2 separate regions of the Zea mays genome follow, and region 2 is linked to region 1. A link is a contact called in public Hi-C data. All regions are on one chromosome and are shown on one strand. The core of a region is the stretch at or near the end of the contact, and the rest is flanking DNA. Distances in the headings are between cores, read along the strand shown. Region 1 holds the start of LOC103645359. Region 2 holds the start of LOC100281789 (acyltransferase).

Region 1 (5,692 bases), core at 1,006-3,505:
ATCCCACGGCAACATCGAGGTAGAGCGTGCTGATAACGTATTGAGAACTACGTTACCACAGATCACCAGATCCGCTCCCTTCCCTTCCGTCAGCAGTAGAGACGCAAGAAGATGTAGAGAACCTGTCTCCCTTCCCATAAGCACGACAGAGGAAACACACGAGACACTGGATATAGGGTTGGGCCTCTGGCCTCTTTGTCTTCTCTATTTCATATTTCATATGAGAGGTACAAATTCTATATATAGAGACGCGATAGCCCTCAGGGCTATATTCGGTATTTGCCCACATAACCCTTCATTAGGGTTTCTCAACACAGCGCACAGCGCTAAGCAGCCCCCTCCCCTTCCTAGAGGTCCCTTGACCGCGCAACGCTGTCCCCTATAAGCTACTCTTTGAAGCGGCCCTCTTCTCTCTCTCAATCTAGCGTTTCACTGTTCACCCCCTACGACACTATGCTGTGGGTCCACGAGTAATTAGTAGTAGATAAAAAATTGATAGTTGGTATAGAAAATGATGTTTTATAGTGGTAGTGGGATATAGGAGGAGTATTTAGGGGGAACCGTTGCGGGAGATGAAAGAATAGAGAGAAAAATAGGGGGAAAAAGTGATATAGAGAGAAAAATTTAGAGGTAACGGTTGCGGATAGCCTGATACCCCTCCGCCAGTCCGCCACGCCACTGCTCGCGAGTCGCGAGATCACCCGGCTTCCGCCACGCCGCTTGCCTTTTCCTCCTTCCATTCCCACACAAAAAAAGTCCACGATGTACCGTCCGGCGTCCGGTACGGCGGCCGTACGCACTCGACTGTCGCCGTGGCCTTCGGAAGCGCCACCTCCTTCGTGACAGGTCCGGGTGCCCCGTCCCATCGGCCTCGCGACGCCGACTTTTGCTTACCCCAAAAGCCATCCGACTCAGCCCCTCCTCCGGCTTCCGTTCAACGACGGCCAGCATCTCGTCCATCTTAATTAAACCCGACCCATCAGACCATGTCATCACCACACAGACAGGCTGTTCCTAATTTTTGGGTACCAGTGCGAAATCCGATATGAAAGTCCATACACACACAAATATATATAATTATACATGTAGTATCGAATATTTAATATATAAAAATTATTATGCAATGTTTTGATGTTAGAAGATAACAAATGTAAAATATAGCGAAAACACTTACTTGTTATCTGATATCATTAAAAATATTTATTAACATTTTGTGATACAAAGTCATCGCTTATATTATTGAGATCAATCTCATCCAACAACTTTTTTCGATATATAGAATCGACAAGCTATTTAACCTCTATTGAGTTATTGTTGACCATAAATAATTCACAAAAATATTTCAATTTAAAAAAGCTTCTCTCTATCGATGCAACCATCATATGTATAGTAAATAAAACTCTCTCTATATCAAAATAGAATTTGTTTTACTTCTTTAGTGGATTCATCGTTATACAGTTGAATATAAACATAAAAATCAAAAACTAAAAAATACTATTTTGAAACGGATTAAGTATTCGATAAGTAATTGAGACATTAGTTTAACAATTTAAACGAAACTGGTCGATAGTGTAGGGCTCTTTGCGTATTTGTGCTTAGAATAAATATGTTTAACAAGAAAAATTGCTAGTGTCCAATGATCAAGAGACCCTCTGTTTTTTTAGGCGCCTGCGGTCGCACCCTCCGCTACGGCCCTGCACACAGCCCGCTCGCTGTACAAGCCGCATTTTCAAAGCGCACACCGTCTGTCGCGACAGCCGGCAGGCGACAGCCCTGCCCTCTATCTCTGTCTCTTTAATTAAACGCGTTCCGTGGTTGACACGAACTGTTCGATTGCAAGTTTGCAACGTTCTATAAAAAGCAATACGAGATCTCACATCAGCGGACGACATACACGTTACGTGCGTATACACGCGCGCGGCGCGCCGCCGGAAGATTCAGTCGCGAAAAGATTCTCTGGTCTACTAGCTGTTATCAAGATGACGAGACCATTTCGTCCTTATATATATACCTCTAATAATATACACATTTTGCCTTATCCAATACTAATATAAGATTGCCGGGACGTGATCACATTCTGACCGACGCACGTTGAACGACGGCCGGCGGGCGTCGCTTCTCTCGTTTTGATTCTCGAGAAACTGCTACATCTTGTTTTTCTAATCTACATCCACAACGACCGACTAGTCTTCTCCGCGAGAGATCCGGGGGCCGTAACCGCCGCCCTGTTGGTCGGTCTCGTGACGGCTGAGCCATGGCCGCGGTGCTCAGCGCGTTCGTGCCGGACACCGCGGTCCGGTGGCGCGGGCTGGTGACGGGGGAGGTGGCGCGGCGGATGGGCGTCGCGACGGAGGCGAAGGCGCTGCTGGCGAGGCTGGAGCGGGTGGGCGCCGCGGTGCGGGACGCCGAGGCGCGGGCCGCGTGCGGGGACGACGGCGCGGCGCGGTGGCTGGCCAATGTGCGGGCTGCCGCCTACGAGGCGGACGGGGCCGTCGACCGGTGCAGGGTCGCCGCACGCCGGCGCAGGGCCCACGACCAACAGAAGCAGGTACGATCACCGGTTCTGCAGGATCTGTTGTTGTTGCAGGTTCGTCCATTGACTCGGCTCCTTTCTTTCTTCCTGCTCAGCAGGCGCCTCTTCCTAGGCTGCTATCCTCCTGCTGCGACACGGACACGGACACGGACGTGTCCTCCTGTGTCGACATCGCGGCTCACATCAACAGCCTGAACCGGAAGCTGCAGGTCATCCTCAAGGAGAAGCGTCGGCTTCAGCTCCGCTCTTCCCTCGGCGGCGACCATCACCCAGCGCCTGACCGCGCGGCACATAGGCTCCGCAAACCTCAGAGGACCCGGGCCGCGGGCGCCGGCATCGTTGGCTCAAGGATCGAGGACGACGCGGCCGCGCTCGTCGGGCTGCTGACGGAGATGGACGGCGAGGAAACCGGCTGCACGATCGTCGCCATTGTCGGCCCCGACGGGATCGGCAAGACCACGCTCGCCAGGAAGGTGTACGGCAGCGAGAGGATACGGCTCGGCTTCGGGGCGGCGAGGTCGTGGCTGCGCGTTCCCAGGGAGTACAGCGAGGCCGGCCTGCTCTCCCAGGTCGTCGACTCGTTCGGCGGCGGCGACACGACGGGCGGCGAGAGCTTCGCCGACCTCGAGAAGGCGCTGGCCAGGCTGGTGGAGGGGAAGAGGTGTTTGCTCGTGCTGGACGACGCGCGGTACGGCGGGGTGTGGGAGGGCGTGCTGAGGAGGCCGCTCCAGCGCGCTGGGCGCGGCAGCAAGGTGGTGGTCACGGCGCGGCACGGCAGCATTGCTCGGGAGATGGGCGCCCGCCACGTCCACCGCATCAAGAGGCTGGACAGCGACGGTGCCTGGCTGCTGCTTCGCGCGGCGGCCTCTGTAGCTGACGAGGCTACAGCCGCTGAGCTGAAGGGCGTGGGCCACGGGATAGCCGATAAGTGCGGCGGTGTGCCGTTGGCGATCAAGGCTGTTGCCGGCGTCCTGACCACACGGGACGCGAGCGCCCAGGAGTGGGGCGAGGTGCTCGCCAGCCCGGCGTGGCTGGTGAAGGGGCTCGCGGAGGACGCCATGAAGCCGCTGTACCTGTGCTACGACGACCTGCCGTGCCATCTCAAGCAGTGCTTCCTCTACTGCTCGTTGTTCCCCTCTGACCTCGCCATGGACAGGCGCGTGCTCGTGCAGCTGTGGATAGCTGAGGGCTTCGTGCAGATCGGAGCCGACGCAAGCGTCGAGGATGTGGCCGAGGAGTACTACGATGAGCTCATCAGAAGGCACCTTCTCCAGCCGGGAGAGGAAGACGAAGGCGGCGGCGCCACGTGGTGCACCATGCACGACATGCTGCGAGCTCTAGCGCAGCTGCTCTCGCATGGTGAGGAGTTGACCGGCGACTCGTATCGGCTGTTGGTCGACAGCGATGCCCCGTTCGCGCCACGGCGTGTTTCCCTCGCGAGAAGAAACCTGGCCTCGATACCTGAGAAGATCCTCAAGTTAGAAAGGGTAAGAACGCTGCTTCTTCAAAAGAACCCACTTACGGTTGAAGGAAGCATCTTTACAAGATTGCAGCAGCACCTTAAAGTATTAGACCTCAGCGAAACAGCAGTGGAGCTCATTCCAGAGGACCTGCCGACCTGGGCAATCTTGTTTACCTGAGGTTCCTGAACCTGTCTCACACGAGAATTCAGGCAATTCCAGAATCCATAGGCAACCTGTGGAACCTGAAATTCCTCCTGCTGAGAGGGTGCAGGGCACTGCACGCGCTGCCAAAAGGGATTGAGCATCTGAGAGGGCTCAGGGACCTTGACCTTGCCGGCACAGTGATCGACGATGCCGCATTCAGAGTAGGCCATCTGAGAAGCATCACGTCGCTCTGCTGCTTCACGGTGACGAGCAAAGAGGCGCGTGCCGCTCAGGATAGGAGCGGGTGGCCTCTGGATGAGCTCAAGAACTTGTCTCAGCTGAGAACGCTGCACATACAGAAGCTCGAGAATGCTGCCAATCGATCCGAGGCAACTGAGATGTTACTTGGCGCCAAGAAATGCCTCAGGGAGCTCGAGCTGTCGTGCAGCAGCACTGTCGGGCCACTTCAAACAACGGAGTTGACCAGAAAGATCGAGGATGTCTTTGAAGAGATGAATCCGCCATTGTGCCTGGAGTCACTGAAGCTTGTAAACTACTTTGGGACAAGGTTCCCGAGATGGCTATCGGTGACCTTCCTGCCAAATCTCCGTGATCTAGACATTGTCGGGTGCAACTTCTGCCAGTCTTTTCCTCCACTAGGCCGTTTGCCAGAACTGAGATCCTTGTACGTAGCAGACTCTTCAGCTCTGAAGGATATAGGTGCAGAGCTCACGGTCACGGGCACCGAACACCCACACCAGGTTCCGTTTCCAAAGCTGGAAAACCTGCACTTCCAAGGCCTGCGGAAGCTCCAGACATGGGCAGACATCGAGCCAGGGGCATTTCCATCCCTGCAGAAACTCCAGCTTGAGAGCTGCCCCAAGCTGCAGAACCTTCCTGTTGGCCTCAGACATGTGACGTCCCTGACCAAGCTACACGTAGCAGATATGGCAAGCCTTGAGGCCGTGGATGACATTGCTACGCTGAGGGAACTGAGCGTCTGGAACACTCCTAATTTGAAGAGGATATCAAACCTGCCTTCCCTTGAAGGTATCAACATGTGCCACTGCCCTATGCTGGAGAGCGTGGAGAACGTAGACGGGTTACGAACAGTGCGCATCTTTGATCATGATTTGCGGGACATGCCCAGATGGATCGAGGCGCATGCTTCCAAGCTTCGATCGCTGAATTTCACAAGCACAGCTGAGCTGCTGAAAAGGTGCTTGGTTGATGGTCCGGACTGGTCTGTGATTAAGGGCATTAAGGAAGTTCGTGGGTACTCCACTGGTTGCAGCTACATATACTACAATAGGAGTCCTTACATATTCGAGAGCAATGTGAGTGATGAAGATAACCTCGGTGTCAGAGAGGATGAAGCAGATCCTGATAATGTTGATGACATTTCAGTTTCATCTTCAGGCGCCAGTTATCTAGAAATCAGAGGATTCTTTGACTCACAAGTGTTGAAGGAAGGAACTAACAGGGCTGAAGAAATTGTGCCACGTGGGAGTTTTGGGAGGACCATGCTGGGGCTCACTCATCGTCGCCTGCA
Region 2 (5,692 bases), core at 1,421-3,920, 210 kb before region 1:
GCGATCACGTCGTCGGGAATTCCTCCTTTCCCTGAAGACCCGTTCTTCTGGAGTTTCTCCCATCTCCAAGATCTCATCTCGTGACACAGGCTACGCTGGGTCCCGCTCTCCGGCTTCATGATGTCGCCGGATATTTCGGTGTCGGTTCCTTCGTCGGCGAGATTCCCGCTGAAGAGGTTCTTCTCCCGGCGCGGTTGGTTCATCGTCGGAGACGGGGGTTGATTCCACTCTTCCTCCGATGAAGAGGACGTCGGGGTAGAATGGAACCGTCGTAGTGACAAGCTTCTTTCTGTTCTCCTTTGAGGGTGGAGGTACCAGGAGAGCAGCTTGACAAGCCTTTACCTCGTTTGCTTCCTTTTTCCTTGTGATTCGTGTCCATTTTTCCGTAGAAGAGGTCGACATCGGAGTTCTCCGGGTAGATGGATCCTCTGCTCCTGGCTTGCAGTAGGTAGTCTTCGCTCGGAGCGCTGGAGGTTGCGCTTTTTCCTTCTTCGCTCCGGCTTTCCCCGAGATTGTTGAGGAAGGCTTTCTCTACGGCGGATCCGTGATGCGATGTAGAGTTCCCTCTTCGTCTGCTACGGATGAAATGGTTCCGAAGCAGAACACACACTCGGGGCGGAGGATGATCTTGTGCTGGAAAGTGATGGCCATTGAGCTAGCTTGGATCAGTGACACACCCCCTACCTGGCGTGCCAGCTGTCGGTGTTTTGGGTCCGACCGTCACCCAGGGTTGTCCCTTGAGGTGCTTTTTTGGAGTAGGACGGTGTTACCGACTGTAGCTCGATGGTTCGTGCCAGATGCACGAGAGACAGTAGACAATCTTGTATAGGTTCGGGCCGCTTTGAGATGTGTAACACCCTACGTCCTGATGTGGATCTTTTGTGTGGTGGGTTACAAGGGGGTTCTCTAGTATGAGAGATGCTAGAGAGCTGAGTAGATGGCTAAGTAGTGAGATGTTTTTGAGGGATGTCCCCTAGGCCTTATATACTCGACCGTGGGGCGTTACATGCGGATGTGATAACAACGTGTGCCTAAGTAATTGTAAACCGACTGAGCTTATCTTCCTATAATTCCATCGACTTATCGTCATTCAGTTCCGGCGCCAGAGGATGCCGCGCGGGAAAGTCGTGTCGCTGCTGTGGACGTCGTTCAAATCCATTGGGCCGTCCGAGCTTGGGTTGATCCAATCTTACGTCAATCCACTTTGCTAGACGTTCCTCCCCAGGCCCACGAAGGGATGGCCTTGCGAAATATTGGGCCCAAGGTCTTTCGCGAGGTCTTCTAGCCTTCCAGTGGACCCGGGGGATATCTGTCCCCCACAGTATACACAACACTTCTTCGACGTGCTAGAGCGCTAAGTATGACATGCCACATTGGTAGGTATGGCTCCCACACAATCGAGCACGACATAGTTGATAGCTGTTGAATGGACACGTACTGCATAGTGCTCGTGGATACACCGATGGTATGATGCGTGGCTACATCGATGTTATTTGACCACTACATGGCCTCTCTCAATAAATACGACGAATGGAGATCCTATCTTAACTGCTCGGTAACATGTGCGGTCATCTTGCTCAGAGGCATACGTGATGTCATGCCACTCAAGGTCGTTCTATCCTTAGGGCGTCTTGAGAGAACTGAAGATTCCGAGTATGGCCACCAAATCATGGGGCCCTATGGCATAGCCGTCGTGGACCTATGGTCTTGATGTGCAGGGCCCTTAGAAATGCCATGTTGGTGCTGAGTCGGGCCTTCTATGAGTACGTATTCTCGTGTTGATGTCCTAAAGGACATTATGTACTTTATAAATCTTCGTATGCTTACAATACATATGACTTTTTCTAATCGGGTAGAACTTTAGCATGTGCCAGCTAGGTTTGACGAACTAGTTAGACTATCTCCAGCAGTTTACCTATCCCCATACCCATATTCAAACTCCACTGTGCGAACAGTACAGTCTACAATGTAGAACAGTGCAAAACAGTGTTTTTGGGAAAACTATGGATAGACTGCTGCAGACGGCCCTAGAACTTTGACTAAACTTCAGTTGACTTGTTAGCATTTCTATTTTGTTTTTAGGGGCTAAAGTTTAGTAGCTACTTGAGATCCAGATAGTTTTGTAAGAACTTTTTTCATTGTTGGGTTCATTACAATTTTTTGTAACGAAGTACAATTCCGTGTTGCCCTAAATGCATTGCTGGTAGTCCTAGCACGCATGTTACTCGAATAGTATATAGCAAAGGACAAAAAAGAGGACAACATTTATGGTCAAGAAAGTAAGACGATTTGTACAAAACTAAATATATGCTTATTTTTAGTCGTCGTCCTGAAGTATAGATGCTTAATGAGCCTCCTCCTCCAGCGGCAGTGAAGTCATCCAATGCACAGTTATTAGAATCAGATGAAACATCAAACCAACGTTGCTGGTTCACGTGGTTACGGTTTGATTGAGGATCCAACCAGCACTGTTAATGCTAAAGTAAAAAAATGGGCCATGCAAGAAATAGTAGATGAGGGAAGGTTCTCATGAGCCATGCATGCATGCATGATGACCCATGTCCATGATGTGGTATCCCCTTCTGCGTGCTATAAAACCACCCTCCACCCTCCTCCCTTTCCCCAACCTCTGAACCCCGCTCTAATAAATCTTCCTCCCATCTCTCTCGCTCCCAACCCTCAAGTCCCCACCAACCCAACCCTGGTGGCACCGGCCGCACACACGAAAGCAAGCTAGCTAGTCACTATTAGAGCTATTTGGTTGGGAGCGGTTTAGCTGAGCAAGATCGAACTGGCATTGTCACACACATCTCAGCACTCAGCTCCTTGGGTTCCCCTCCATGAGCAGCAGCTGAGCAGCCACACATTGCCGTCTTCCTTGCTGCACTTGTAGTTACAGCTAGATCCATTGATTTTTTTGGCAACAACAAGAGCAGGAGCTACTGAGCAAGAAGTGCGTACGTGCTTGGTGAGTGTTACTTATACTAGCTTGCGATGGAGCTGGTGACTATGGTGACGCTGACGCTGCTGGCGTACTCGGCGGCGATGCTGGCGCGGCTTCTGGTGGCGCGCGCGCAGCGGCGTCGGTGCTACCTGCTGGACTACGTGTGCTACAAGGCGACGGACGACCGGAAGCTGCCGACGGACCTGTGCGGCGAGATCATCCAGCGGAACAAGCTGCTGGGGCTGGAGGAGTACAAGTTCCTGCTGAAGGTGATCGTGAACTCGGGCATCGGCGAGGAGACGTACGGCCCGCGCAACATGATCGAGGGCGGGGAGGCCCGGCCGGACCGCCTCCGCGAGGGCATGGAGGAGATGGACGAGACCTTCCACGCCGTCCTCGACGAGCTCTTCGCCCGGTCGGCGGCGCCCGGCGGCGTCGGCATCCGCCCCGCCGACGTCGACGTGCTCGTCGTCAACGTGTCCATGTTCTCGCCGGCGCCGTCCCTGTCGGCGCGCGTCGTGCGGCGCTACGGCCTCCGCGAGGACGCCAAGGTGTACAACCTCACGGGCATGGGCTGCAGCGCCACGCTCATCGCGCTCGACCTCGTCAACGGCTACTTCAGGTGCGTGCTCGACCTAGCTCGTTAATTCTTGCTAGTAATTAATTACTACTCGTTGTCATGAAGAGATAAAGGTCTCGTTCACGCATGGTGTGCTCCTGTAAATAGACGTCTGAGTTTGACAAACTGACAATAGATTATTGACCGCAGCCAAGTCTATCGTCTCTCTGGCCAAATAAATATTTAATCACAAGTTTAGGAAAAAAATTGTAATAAAGAATTCTATAACTCACAAAGTCTAAAGCTGTTTTGTTACGAAAAGGCAAAAACAAAAAAAAACAAAAAAGGGGGCTAGAGCTGAAAATGTATATATGTTGCACAGGTAAAAAAAAAGCCCAAAGCTGGGCAAAAATTTATGCCTGATGGGCCCTAGCTAGCTGCTCTGGTAATTAAGGGCATGGATGGATACACACCCAGCTGTGAGGCATCTTGTTTGGTTGCACGCCATTGAATCCATCGTCTGTGTAGCTACTGAGACCAGATAAATGTTCAGTACTCCCCTCCTACTACTTGTAAATTAATGCCTATCAATCGGAACATGTACCGTACGTGCTCTACCTACTAGCTAGCAACGTAGTAGTAGCTCATTTTTAAGAGTGGTAGTACTCGTTTGGTACTTGTGCTCACCATAATAATGAACACAATCACAAGGATTTTTTTGTTATGAACCTATGGTAGTTTTGTTCTCTCTTTTTTCAGCAAGATAAACTAGGAAACAAATATATGGTGGAAGGTCTTGTAAATAAAGCATTAAGCAGCGTAACCATTATAAGCTTAGGTCCTACATTAATATTGAAGAGTTAACCACTATAAAGATCCATATAGTAAGTGATTGACTCTATTATTAAACTTGCTGCAAGAAGATCCATCCCGAGATGGCAGTAGCCGCATCCCCCATGAACACGGGAGTAAATGTGGCCGGGGCCAGCAATGGCATGAATGCTGTGCTGTGACTGCTGCATGTGAGCCAGCTACGGCTACGGCCTACTCTGGAGTCTGGACTGTCCTCCTTTAATGCCTGCTCACCAAGTTTGGTTTGCCTTTAGATGGGCATGAATGGCTCAGCCGCTCAGGCAGGCACGGCATGGCTGGACCTGGACCTGACCGGCTCCGCTTGTAGTTAGTAGACATGCTTGTCCATTGGGCTGAACTGTCTGGTTCAGGCAGATCTCCATCTATCCCAGGCCGACGAGAAAGTCGGCGGTGGCACAGCCGCACAGGCAACGACCAACATAGCATACTTGAAAATGGCTGGCGTGTGCATAGCATACTTGAAATCTTAATGAACTTGTTTGTCAGTCATGGATGCTGGATTACGTGTGGTTGGTTGCTTGCAGGACGCACGCCGGGCAGGTGGCTCTGGTGATGACGTCGGAGTCGATCGCGCCCAACTGGTACGCGGGCAACAAGCGCACCTTCATGCTGGGCAACTGCCTGTTCCGCTCCGGCGGCTGCGCCTACTTCCTGACCAACGACCCGCGGCTCCGGCCGCACGCCAAGCTCCGTCTCCGCCACGTGGTGCGCACCCACACGGGCGCCTCCGACGAGGCCTACAACTGCGCGCTCCAGATGGAGGACGAGGCCGGCCGCCCGGGGTTCCACCTGGGCAAGGAGCTGCCGCGCGCCGCGGTGCACGCCTTCGTGCACAACCTCCGCGTGCTGGCGCCCCGCGTGCTGCCGCTCCCGGAGCTGCTCCGCCTCGCCTGCGCCACCCTCTCGGCGCGCCTGGCGCGCAAGAAGCGGCAGCGCGGCGCGGGCCATGGCCACGGCCACCTCACCATCCGCATGAAGGCCGGCGTCGACCACTTCTGCGTGCACACGGGCGGCGCCGCCGTCATCGACGGCGTCGGCAAGGGACTCACGCTCACGGAGCACGACCTGGAGCCCTCCCGCATGACGCTGCACCGCTTCGGCAACACCTCCGCCAGCAGCGTCTGGTACGTGCTCGCCTACATGGAGGCCAAGGGCCGCCTGCGCCAGGGCGACCGCGTCCTCATGCTCACCTTCGGCGCCGGATTCAAGTGCAACAGCTGCGTCTGGACCGTCGAGAGGCCCGCCACCGACGCCGGCGTCTGGAAGGACCGCATCCACCACTACCCGCTCAAGGACGTCTCCAACCCATTCATGGA

The links. Hi-C and Micro-C count contacts between places; a contact is called where the count stands out from the background.
Region 2: a Hi-C map of tassel shows a contact between it and region 1, with 2.5 times the contacts expected there. The contact joins the promoter of LOC100281789 here to the promoter of LOC103645359 in region 1. A contact is called at or near these places in 3 of 25 Hi-C or Micro-C datasets (ear, leaf and tassel).

What each region holds. Positions count from the first base shown.
Region 1 is chr1:238,228,821-238,234,512 of Zm-B73-REFERENCE-NAM-5.0, reverse strand. It overlaps LOC103645359, which reads left to right and starts at 2,255. Exons shown (of 3, transcript XM_023300942.1): 1 at 2,255-2,548; 2 at 2,629-4,146; 3 at 4,149-5,692. The coding sequence starts at 2,255.
Region 2 is chr1:238,443,352-238,449,043 of Zm-B73-REFERENCE-NAM-5.0, reverse strand. It overlaps LOC100281789 (acyltransferase), which reads left to right and starts at 2,670. Exons shown (of 3, transcript NM_001365291.1): 1 at 2,670-2,968; 2 at 3,079-3,566; 3 at 4,901-5,692. The coding sequence starts at 3,262.